Regions from separate parts of the Mus musculus genome. Here region 1 is linked to region 2. A link is a contact called in public promoter capture Hi-C data. All regions are on one chromosome and are shown on one strand. The core of a region is the stretch at or near the end of the contact, and the rest is flanking DNA. Distances in the headings are between cores, read along the strand shown.

The links. Promoter capture Hi-C pulls out the DNA fragments that hold promoters and counts their contacts.
Region 1: a promoter capture Hi-C map of neural stem cells shows a contact between it and region 2. The contact joins two enhancer-like sites. A contact is called at or near these places in 4 of 39 promoter capture datasets (cranial neural crest, frontonasal cranial neural crest, liver and 1 more), 4 of 115 datasets of contacts at active chromatin or transcription factors (craniofacial prominence, embryonic hindbrain and embryonic stem cells) and 4 of 9 other capture datasets (adipose tissue, embryonic stem cells, liver and 1 more).

The regions. Positions count from the first base shown.
Region 1 is chr12:33,355,760-33,361,409 of GRCm38.p6, forward strand. It overlaps Atxn7l1 (ataxin 7-like 1), which reads left to right. Exons shown (of 11, transcript NM_001374022.1): 8 at 2,897-3,089. It overlaps Atxn7l1os2 (ataxin 7-like 1, opposite strand 2), which reads right to left. Exons shown (of 4, transcript NR_131031.1): 4 at 2,484-4,281. Among named protein-coding and RNA genes, the nearest start is that of Atxn7l1os2, 36 kb to the right of the region's middle. Within about 2 kb of position 4,307, at least 44 of the 459 cell types and tissues checked have an H3K27ac peak or open chromatin away from gene starts, as enhancers often do. A contact at or near this core is called in neural stem cells, where this site is marked.
Region 2 is chr12:33,060,552-33,066,540 of GRCm38.p6, forward strand. It overlaps Cdhr3 (cadherin-related family member 3), which reads right to left. Exons shown (of 20, transcript NM_001024478.1): 7 at 1,097-1,245. Among named protein-coding and RNA genes, the nearest start is that of Cdhr3, 29 kb to the right of the region's middle. Within about 2 kb of position 1,305, at least 52 of the 459 cell types and tissues checked have an H3K27ac peak or open chromatin away from gene starts, as enhancers often do. A contact at or near this core is called in neural stem cells, where this site is marked.

The sequences.
Region 1 (5,650 bases), core at 3,057-5,556, 300 kb after region 2:
AACTCTTAAGTATCTTTGTTGTGGAACTTGGGAAGTGATTCCTTTATCTCATTTCATGCACAGTCTTTACAGGTTGGTATTTACTGCAGAATTATCCACTATAGCACAGACATAAACACAAGCTCAGTGTCTGCTTATAGGTGAATACATAAGGAAATTTGGGGCCAGGGATATCTGCATACCTACAGTTCCAGCACTTGAAAGGCTGAGGCAGGAAGGTTTTGACTTCAAGGATAGCTTAGGCTACATAGTGAAGAGCAAAGTCCATTGTTGGGGGTGGGGGGCTGACAGTACCTGCCTGTCATCCCAGCACTTAGAATAGAAGGTATTGAAGGTAGAGGCAGGAAAAAGAGGCGTTCAGAGTCACCCTCAGCTACATAGTGAGTTTGAAGCCATTCTGATCTACATGTGACCCTGTCTTTAAAATCAAACAAACAAACAAAACAAACAAACAAAAAAACAAAACAAAACAAAAAAACAAAAAACAAAAGAAAGTTTGTTACATGTAACATAATGGAACATTATTCAGCCATAAAAAATGGTAGTCTAGCTCTTTTCAGCAACATGAATAAACTTTGAGAGGGTTCTGTTAACCAAAACAAGTCCAAAAAACACTCTGTTTCCACTTTTATGTTAACTTTTTTACAAAGTTGAACTCAGAAATAGTAGGCAGAAGCTAGACATAGTAGCTTGGGCCTGTAATTCCAGCAGCAGGAGAGTGAGGCAGGACTATTGTGAGACCAGGCTGAGCTATATAGCAAGACCCTATGGTAAGTTCCCCACCTTCCATAAATAAGTAGAAAGGAAGGGAGGGAGAGGGAAAGGAAGCCAAGGGAAGGGAGAAAGAGACTAGAGTACTGTGACCAACTGAGAGGTGGAGGAATGACAGGAGCCAGGACAGGTCTAGGTCCAGGTCCAGAGTGAGTTATGGGGGTGCAATGCCCAATGGCAACTCTAATTGATAAGACCGTGTTACAGATCTAATGGTCACTGTAACCCCCCCCCCCAAAAAAAGAGGGCACTGTGCTCAAGAGTGAGTTCAAGGCCAGCCTGAGTAACTTGATAAGACTCTGTCCCAAAATAAAACTGTAAAAGAGTTCCAGTTAGTGGTGGAATACTTCTCTAGCTAGCAAAAAGCCCCGAGTTCAACTCCTGGTAGGTGGTAGAAATATAACTCTAAGAAATGATGGATATGTTAATTTTTTAACTAACTTGATTAATTAACAAGATGTACATAGATTAGCTGCATGTGGTGGCCCAGGCCTGGCCTCTTGTCACTTGGGAGGTAGCACAAGAACATTCGTGGTCATTCTCCATGACATAACAAATTCAAGGCCAGCCTGGGCTACATGAGACCCATTATTGTAATGTATATCTGTAAAACAGGGGAAAAAATGAAACCAAAACAGAACTCTTTCAGTCTCTTTCTTAGGCATATGGATACTGCTAGCTCTTTTTTTGTTTCTGTTTTCAGTGTTTGTTATGAAAATTCCCCTACATGCTGGAAAGCAATGATATATTGATGAATACTTACCTAACCTAATTTTAACAGTTGTTATATTAGTGTGTTACAATTTTATTTGTAGTGTATTCTTGTTAGTGTCCTTTGACATATATAGACCCTGACTTTTCACTTGTAAAGACTTCTTGCAAAAGTGAAAATAGCTGCTTGTTGTGGCACTTGCCACTTGGGATTTGCTGAAGAGGCATAGGCAAGTAAGACCATGAGTTCAAGCCCAGCCTATGTTACATGTTTTGCATTTTGCTGGGCTAGGTGGTGCATGTCTTTAATCCAGGCACTCTGCAGCACAGGCAGGCAGATCTCTGTGTGTTTGAAGTCAGCTTGGTTTACATAGAGAATTCTAGGCCAACCAGGACTAGAGACCCTGTCTCATAAAACAAAATAAAACAAAACAAAACAAAAAACAAAACAAAGAAAAAGGGATTTTCCTGTATAACCAAGATGTAATTAACAAAATCCAGGTTACCTTTATCCTGCAGGACCAGGAGGGTTTGCCATGGTGGCTGGACTACTTACCCAAGAGCCATTTAGAAAAGTTAGAAACAAATGCTTAGGGTTGGGTTCATGTCTAATTCCTAGCACTCACACAGCAGCGAGCTTATAGCCATCTGTAAGATAAGGATCCAGTTTTTTCTTTTTTGGCCCCTCAGACACCCAGGCACACAAGTGATGAACAGATATACCTACAGACAAGATTCCCGACACATAAAATAATAATGTAATAGAAATCGGTTTCAATGGTTGGGAAGAGAGTGTGACCGGGTTGGCAGAGTGCTTACCTAACGTGTTCAAAGCCCCCAACTTTCACCCCCAGCACTGCATCCACTGGGCATGGTGTCGCACACCTACGACCCCAGATACTCAGGAGGTAAAGAAAGAGACTCAAAAGTCCAAGGTCGTCCTTGTCTACTTAGTGAGTTCAAGACCTGAGATACATGAGATCCCGTCTCAAATCCTCTTACTTTTTTTTTTATTTTTAATTCATGCATGCACACTAAGGAAGTCTGAGAGGACATAAACTAAACTGTTGGTAACACTTGATCTTGGGTGAGTGTTTGTAGATGAACTCCCAGAACACAGTCACTCGACTCTGCATAAGTTCACATGTCCCGATCCCCCTGCTCACACTAGGGGTTCCTTCTTGGGCTTGCCTTGTACTCCAGAGGCAGCAAGCCAGAGAGCACTGTACTACTAACAGTAGTGGGTCCCTGAGGAGAGCTCTGACCCCTGCAGTTTAATGTTTCCCTTTAGAGCGGTGCCATTGGCTCGCCCTCCCTGACATCGTGGCAGGACTGCTTTTTGGCGGCATGAAATGGGTGGATCTGATTTCCTCAAGACAACTTGTTCTCTGTGTTCCCCCCGTCTCACCCTTAGACCATCGTCTGCAAACAGCATAAGCAGCAGTACTTCTTCAAACCACAGCGGCTACACTCCAGAGCCCCCTCTGCTCCCAGCTGGAGGCGACCTTGCCAGCCGACTGTCCAGTGATGAAGGGGAGATGGACGGAGCCGACGAGTCCGAGAAGTTAGACTGTCAGTTCTCCACACACCACCCCAGACCTCTTGCGGTAGGTCTCCTTTGTCCCTACTATGCTGTGTCCCCTGTTGCTTCAAAGGCCCCTTGGTGATGGCAACAGAGGCCTGTATTCCTGAGGAAAGAGCTCTAGAGTATAGCCTCATCAGAAGGCTTTCCCAAAGGTGAAATGGCATAAGAGATGTCCTTGAACATCATGGAATAAAATGAAGGGGCTCCCAACTGGTTATATATAGTCCCTTAAGAATGCTTGAGCAATGGTGTCTATATAAGTGCTCCTGGGAACCAACTTTCTGACTTTGCACATCTGAAAACAGAGCCTGTGGTCCAGGGTTAGCCAGATGCACCCACCCTAGAGGCTGTCTTAGCAGCAAGGCAGGGTTGTCATTCTCCCTGTGGCTCTATGCCTGACTGTTGTTAGTATGACCATGTGGCAACAGAGCCAGCGTAGGGACGGTGTTTCATATCATCACGATTGTTCATCAGTGAGAGCTGTTTGAGGGAATGACTTTAACAGTTGAGATGGTCATTGACGTCATAAGGGGAAATGAAGGCATCAGTTGGAGGCCTGTTCACATTTGCCTCATAGTCCTCTGAGAGAGGAAGTGGCTGATGTGACAGTTACAGAGCCCAGTGCTGTGTCCCTGGTTAGATGGCCCTCGTGGTGGTTTGTTCTGGTGCCAGCCTGAGCCTTCAGGATTAGCTCTGACTGACTCTAGATCTCAGAAGCTTTGCAAGTGAACTCAGTCCTGCTGGAAGACAAGGTTGGTTCTTCCTCCTTCACCCGCGTGCCACTTCCCATTTCTGGAGATGATGGTGACTCGTGACTCACCTCTAACCTGCGACTTTGCCAGTGCTGAAGTAGTGAGGGACAAGCTGCAGTGATTTTGTCTGCAGTTGTAGAAAACCCAGTGCCTCCGTACTCACACAGGAACATTTCATTATCTTACATGGCAAGAAATCTAGAGGCAGGTGCACCTGCAGCCGTGGTCCAGTCTCTACTACATCCGCACACATCTTTGCTGTCCACAATTTAATACATTGACCACAGCTCCTGGGTCACATTGGCACCTGGTGCCTTTCTAAACAGGGAAGAAGGGGGACACACAAAAAGAGGGTCTTCCGAGATGATTTTCTTCATTTACTAAGGAAGAGCTTCCCATGAAAGCCCAGCAGATGTCTCCATGTATGTAGTACAGCGCTGCTGCGACATGTCTACTGCTACACTGGCAGGTGGCAGAAAGAAAAAGGAGTGAGTGTGGTGACTCAGCTGTGCCTCATTCCAAGGTCTTCTCTGTAACTGCTGCACACACAATATCAAGATAAAAGTGTGACTGTGTTAATAAAGAGAAGCCAGGGCCAAGTAAGGCAGGACACTGCAGAGGACAGCCAGTGGCAGCAGGGTCTGCCACAGTGAGCATCTGCAGCTCTGCCCAAGGCACACAGTGCCAGCTTCCCTGGCTATCTGGCCTCAAACCCAAATGGTATTAGATATGCTGGTAGCCAAAACCAAAGGGGCCTCCAGCTCCCAAGGCTGAAAGAGATACTGGCCTCTCCCAAAAGGCCAGCATCTGGAGAACATCAAGAAGTCTGTCCACAGGGCACGCTGCTATAGGAGATTAGCCACATTCACAGGGCATAATAGGCCCTTAGCGTTTTGCAGAACAAAATGGAAAAATCGTGAGTTTGTTTCTTTGCTTTGTCCTTTTTTTCTTATGATCAACTGACACATTAAATCATATAAACACACACACACACACACACGTACACACACACACACACACACACACACACACACACACACACTTGTAATAAACCCTCGTTCAGTGTGTCCTTAGCAGTTGGGATGATGAAGGCAGTGATAGTGACACCAGGATCAGCTCCCACAGAGAGGTGGAGACCGACTTCTGTGCTGACGTTACATGTATGTTTTTCTCCTTGGTCAGTGAGAACGTGCTGTAATAATTTGTGGTATCAGATTTTGTGGGTAGCAGGGTTTTAACAAAGAACAAAGGGAAGACCCTGCAGGTCCTCCTGCAAATGGTTCCAAAGGCTCCTCCAGGATGCCTTTGCGGAATGGGTGCCAATCCAGCACTGAGCCTGGGCTTGCTGCCAGGGAGCTGCTGGAGGCTCGGGGATGGGAAAAGTGCCATTTGAATTATAGAGTCATTTGCAGGCTTTCCTGAGCTCTAGACCCACCAAGTGTCACCTTCTCGGAGGTTGCTTCTTACAGTTTCTGTCTGCTGGCCTCCAGTTGTCCCACATGACAACCAGTGTTTATTAAATGCCTGAATGTTTCAGCCGTAAGTTTTAAATTCAGTGGTTTATTTTAAATATTTCTGTGGAACTTTTTAATTCACTTTTTTTTTAAAAAAAAATGTGGTGTGTCTTTTTGTTTGTTTTTGGTTTTCTAAAGATGTTCTCACTATGTGGCTTTGAACTCACAATTCTCCTGCCTCAGCTCCCTAAATCCTAAGCCCCCTTTTAAAGTTCCTGATCTCTATGATTCTTATACTGAGGAGGAAGAGAACGAAGTCCCCACACTTTAAACATTGATAGCCATCACATATGTAATTGTGTATATATAATGAGTCT
Region 2 (5,989 bases), core at 55-2,554:
CACCTGACCTGATCTTTCTCTAAAGCTACACTTTACAGTTCAGGGTTGGGCCCTGAGTACAGCACTGTCCACTGCTGACAGAACTGGTGGGTAGCTGACTTCAATTTGATCCACTGGATTCTCTATTGGAGAATCTGTTGCTAAGAAACACACATCGGAGAGTGAGTGAGCTACAGTTGGAGCTGCAGGCAAAAGCCCAGAACTTGAGCTGCTGAGGTCCTCTGCCCTGATTATCTGACTCTTTCTTATGAGATGTGCCTCTTCCTCCCCTCTCCCCTCCCCTCTCCCCTCTCCCCTCTCCCCTCTCCCCTCTCCCCTCTCCCCTCTCCCCTCTCCCCTCTCCCCTCTCCCCTCTCCCCTCTCCCCTCTCCCTTCTCCTCCTCTCCTATCTTCTCTTCCTTTCTACTGTCTTGTGCTTAGCTAGATTTGCTGTCACTTTTATTACTTGGAACCAGAGTCTTAGTTTAAATACTCAGAAAAAAGGTGTGGGAAGTTCGGAGGTAGAGTGTTTGCCTAGCATAGATGAGGTCCTGGGTTGAATCCCCAGCACTGTGGTGTGTGTGTGTGTGTGTGTGTGTGTGTGTGTGTGTGTGTGTGTCACTGGGCAGTGGTGGTTCATGCCTTTAATCCTAGTACTCAGGTAGCTCTCTGAGTTTGAGGCCAGCCTGGTTTACAGAGCAGGTTTCAGGTCAGCCAGTGCTATAAAGAAAAACTCTGTCTCAAGAAACCAAAACCAAACAAACAAACAAACAAAAAGAAACTCACCACAAAATATAATTTTCTTTATATCCTTAAGTCTTCATTTTTACACAGATGGTGACATGTGCATTCTATTTACAGGGGTTGCACCTTAATCATAATGGCAGTTAAGAAGAATATTTTCATATTTCCCATAAAGGTGAAAGGTAACCCAGCTGCTCACACACAGACCTCCTCAGACCACCATTTTGGTGGGTGTCTGCTGCCTTTAACACGCCCTTTCCCTGACAAGTAAGGGTGAACCTAGATAGAAAGGCCTGAGGGAAGAGAAAGCATTGTAAAACCCACTCAACATTCACATTCGAGGATGCAGGAGAGGCTACTGTGCATGACTCACGCTGGTCTACCATGAAATAGCTGCTGGTGGTAGTGATGCTGTAGAGGAGGCGGCCAGGAAAACCCTCATCATCAGGATCCATTGCTGTGATGTTCGCCACCATGGTTCCTAGAGGCACTTCTTCTGGGACAGAGTACACTCTCCTGGGGCTGAAACAGAAACACTGCAGCCGTGGCTAATTTGCAGGGCAGGGGAGGGTGCAGACTGGGTGGTAGGTATTTTGGTGTGCGCTAAATATAGCACCGCACGGCTTGTGCTGCATCAACATGCAGAGAGAACACAGCAGCTGAGAGGAGGGGTGACTGCTGTCTGTATTTCACATCCTTGCGGATGCAAAGAAGAATGCCAGGCCATTACAGCAGCAATTTAGGTGGTCACAGCCGCTGCCTGCCTGCCTGCCTGATGCCTGTCCTATCCTTAACATCCTCTCACATAAAGACACTTCCTCTACCCAGTCAGCTTCTCTCCTCCCAGTTTCTGTTCAAAAGGTGTCTGGATTCTTTTTAAAAACCCATCTGGACAAGATGTTCAGAGCCTCAGGCTTCTTAATTTGTGCTTGAGTCCCTTCCTGTGGATGATGCCAGAAGCCCAGTTTTGTGTCTTCTCTAGAATCTCTGGTCTTTGTTTCATCCCCTCCCCCCTCCCCTCCCCCTCCCCCCTCCTCCTCCCCCTTCGTTGTTGTCAACTTCTTCGTCTTCTTTCTTCTTCTTCTTCTTCTTCTTCTTCTTCTTCTTCTTCTTCTTCTTCTTCTTCTTCCTCTTCCTCTTCCTCTTCCTCTTCCTCTTCCTCTTCCTCTTCCTCTTCCTCTTCCTCTTCCTCTTCCTCTTCCTCTCCTCCTCCTCCTCCTCCTCCTCCTCCTCCTTCGCCTGAGGATACAACTCTTCCACATGGAACCTGGGCATCTTTCCAGATGGCATTCCCCATGAGGCCAGCTCTCTAAGCCTCTGGCAGTTAGAAGTCATCACACTGTTCTCCAAGGGGCACTGTGCATATTATAACTCCACGTGCCTGCTTACTGACCTTTCTCAGGCTCCAAGCTTTTGTAAAAGGTCAGAAGTGAGATTATTTCAGGGGTGCAGAGTCACCTTTAATTTTCCTGTCTTAAGGTGCCACTTTCCCATGCCCTCCTTGAAGGAAGGCAATCTTCATCTCTGCTCTAAATGGCTGCCTTCATGTAGGGGGGGCCTCGGATCATTTAGCTGCCCCTGACTCACCACAGCTGTCCCATAGGGAGGGCCAGAGAAAACAGACACAAGAGAGAGCCTCAGGCTGGATTAAGAGAGAAGCAGAGACAATCTGTAGCCAGGACCTCACACTAGCCTACCCCATGGGCTCTGCCCTGAATCCTGGGCCCAATATTATGCGTGAGGAGGGTTCTTCCACCATGTATTTCATTGTTAGGGAGGAGCATGCTCACTTTGTCCAAAAGGTGGCTCCAATGCTTGGGCCTCCTTGCCCAGTGTCCCCCAGAGTCTGTGACTTTGGTGGGGTGAACCAGCAAAGCCAGGGGTAGCAGGGGCCAGAGACAGAGTCAGAGGAAAGAGACAGCCTGTCTTCTATAACCAACAGAATCTTGTTTCTAATGCAGGATGGTTTTGTCTTCCATCCACTAGATTGGGTCTAGGAACTTCCTAGCCAGGGTCATAAGGATGCTTGGTGGTCTGAATGATACAATGTTCCACGGGAGTGTCTGGCATTTGAATATTTGCTCCCCAGTTGGTGATTTTCAAGGGGAGGGCTTAGAGGGTGTGGTCTCACTGGAGGAAGTCTGTCCCTAGAGGCAGGCTTTGAGGTTTCCAAAGACTCCTTTCCAATTTGATCTCTGGTTCCTGTTTGAGGTTAGAGCTGTGAGCCCTCTGCCATTATTCTGGCTGCCATGTCTGCCTGCTGTCATGTTTTCCTGCTGTGTGATGATGGACTCTTATCCTCTAGAACCATAAGCTCCAATTAAACCTTTCTTTGTGTAAGTTGCTTTGGCTGTGGTGTTTTATCACAGCGAGAAAAAAAGGATAATACAGATGTTTCGCGGCCTGCACAGACTGGTCCTGGCTTTCAACATTACTCCCTGGATCAGCAATACCAGTGTCACCAGTGAGCTCCGTGGGAATGGAGATTACTGAGCACTTAATGGAGCCCTGAATGTCCACTGAAAAAGCCAGGGATACGCATATAGTCTCCAGTGTCAGTGGTGACCATTAGGCTTCTAGGACAGTAAGAAGACAACATAGGGGGAATATTTGCCCCATCCTTCTGGGCAGTGGTTCCAAGCTGAGAGATGATTACAGCTAGACACATTTTTTTTGGTTGTCACAACTTGGGGAGGGAGCCGTTCTTCCCACCTTGAGGGAGATGCTGCCAAACACACTCCGTCACACAGGACAGCCCAGTCACAGAAAAGCATCTGGTTCCAGTCAGATGAGCTGCTTAAATCCTGCTCTGAAGCCTCTATAGTGTATGCTGGGTGTGCCCCATGAAAGGAACAAGGCTAGCTTTTGGGGACAGTGCCTCAGACTCTCATGCCAAACAGTCTTTCCTTGGCTGCCCTGGTAGCCAATGTGGCAGGAGATAAAAAGTTTTAATATTTGATTTGGGTATCTAAGATTCATTCATGTCTGTAAAAATATATATCTGTACCTATACATATACCTGTACCTATACACATACCTATACCTATATCTATCTAAAAAATGGCCTAATTTCACATCTACCAAAATAGAGAGAACAAATATGATTATCATTCATATTCCACACTCAGCTCCTCACTATACCTGGCTGCCAGAACTCAGGGCCACAGTAGGTGGGGTCTGTGACCACATTCTCTGTGTGAAGGGGCAACTTCCTCTCTGTGATGAGTATGCAGGAAGGCACTGCCAGGCACTCTTACAAGAGGACTTCCAGTGAGTACAAAGAAAACAGGGAGAGCTGGGAAGAGCTACTTGCTGACATCTGAAATAAAGTGATCTTCAGTCAGCACCACACACGGGGAAAGAGTAAATATGTCCGTGTTTTCAGCCTCCCAACAGAAACATCACACCCACAAAGCAGACAGCCAGACATCTCCACTCAGGGATGAAATGGGGAGACAGTCTCAACAGCAGAAACAGCACTCGCTGCCTGGCCTTAACATAAGGTGAGGAGCTGTTTCCACATCTGCCTTGGCTACATCACACTCAGACGTGGTCACACCTGGGTCAGCTTGAAGATTTCATCTCATAACCCACAATGAAACTTTCATGCTTCGTACTGGCAGAAGTTTTGAGAGACAAGGAAATAGGAAAATGCAAGGGATTGGGCAAGCTTTCAATTCAGCATCCAGTGTAACTCAACTGCATCCTTTCAACTCACGGCTGTTGAGGGATGGGGATGCTGGCAAGCGAACACCCTGAGCAAAATGAGGTGGTGCCCTGCCCTTGCTAGAATGCAGGCTCCTGCAGACACACCTCGATACCATCCAGGAACACTGAAGCAAAGCTGTCTCAGAGCCTAAGAGGTCCATCTTTAAAATCACAAGAGAGAACCAAGGAGTTTGAAGCTGCCCTCCGGGTGGCTGTTTCCCTTCTCAGCCAGACTGCTAACAGCTGCATTTTAGAAGGCACAGTACAAAGCAGACTGGTGCCCAGGGGAGGGCTTGCTTTCTCTTCCCCATCCTATCAGTTTGCCTTTTTATCTGTGCTGTGGAGACTATTTCAGGCTCTTTGATTGCCAACCCCACAGCTATCTCCTTTCTAGACTTTTTGGGTGAATCCGCAGAGCTGTGTGGGATAATGACTCAGCCTGAGTCTGAATGGGTATATCACAACCGTTTCTCAACCTCCTGGTTTGAGAAACCTACTGCTGTGTTTCTAGGCTATCCCATCTGAAGAAATGCCCAGGCTTTTTGGAACTCAGTACTGGGGACTGATGGAAACATCCCTGAGGGGGAAGAGTACTTGTTTCTGTAGTTGCCATACCAGAGATAGTCTGGGGCTAGTGTAAATGACCAGAAACTTTTCAACTGTGGCATGTTTGCAAAGTGCCATGAGGTTGGCTTGAGGGATACAACAGCCTTAATGGCTTCCAGTCTTAAAGCATCTTTCTTTCACATGTGCTTTCGTGTCCTTATGTGTGCAGGTGCACATGCATATGGCAGCGGAGAGCAGCCTTGGGTGCCACTCCTCAGGGCTGTCCACCCGTCCCCCACTTTCGAAGGCAGTGCTTTTCACCAAGTACACTTGGCTGCCTGGCCAGTGAGCCCCACGTTTGCCTGTCCCTGTCTCCCCAGCAGTGGGGTTTATAAGGATGCAAGCACAGCCAGTCTTCTACCGACTGAGCCTTCTCTCCAGCACTCTTAAAATGGTTTTGTAAGAACGCTACCTCCTTTTCGAGACAGGGTTTCTCTGTATAGACCTGGCTGTCCTGGAACTCACTTTGTAGACTAGGCTGGCCTCGAACTCAGAAATCTGCCTGCCTCTGCCTCCCAAGTGCTGGGGTTAAAGGCGTGTGCCACCACGCCCGGCTTATTTTTAAAGATGTATTTTATTTATGTATCTCTCTTCTCTTCTACTCTCTCTCTCTCTCTCTCTCTCTCTCTCTCTCTCTCTCTCTCTCTCTCTGTGTGTGTGTGTGTGTGTGTGTGTGTGTGTGTGTGTGTGTGTGTGTGTGTATGTGTTTGTGTAGGCTAAAACAGAGTATTGGCTCCCCTGGGGCTGAAGTTACAAGCTATTGTGAGCTGCCTAACGTAGGTTCTGGGATCTGACAAGCTGCAGTCTAAGAGCAGCAAGCACTTTTACTCCAGTGCCATTTTTCCAGCTCTGCTTTCACTTTTAATTCTCAGATAATAACTGTCTCCCACCTCTACGTTTGCTACAGTTGCTTGTGTTTATTCATTCACGGCCATTCATGCTGCTGACCCCA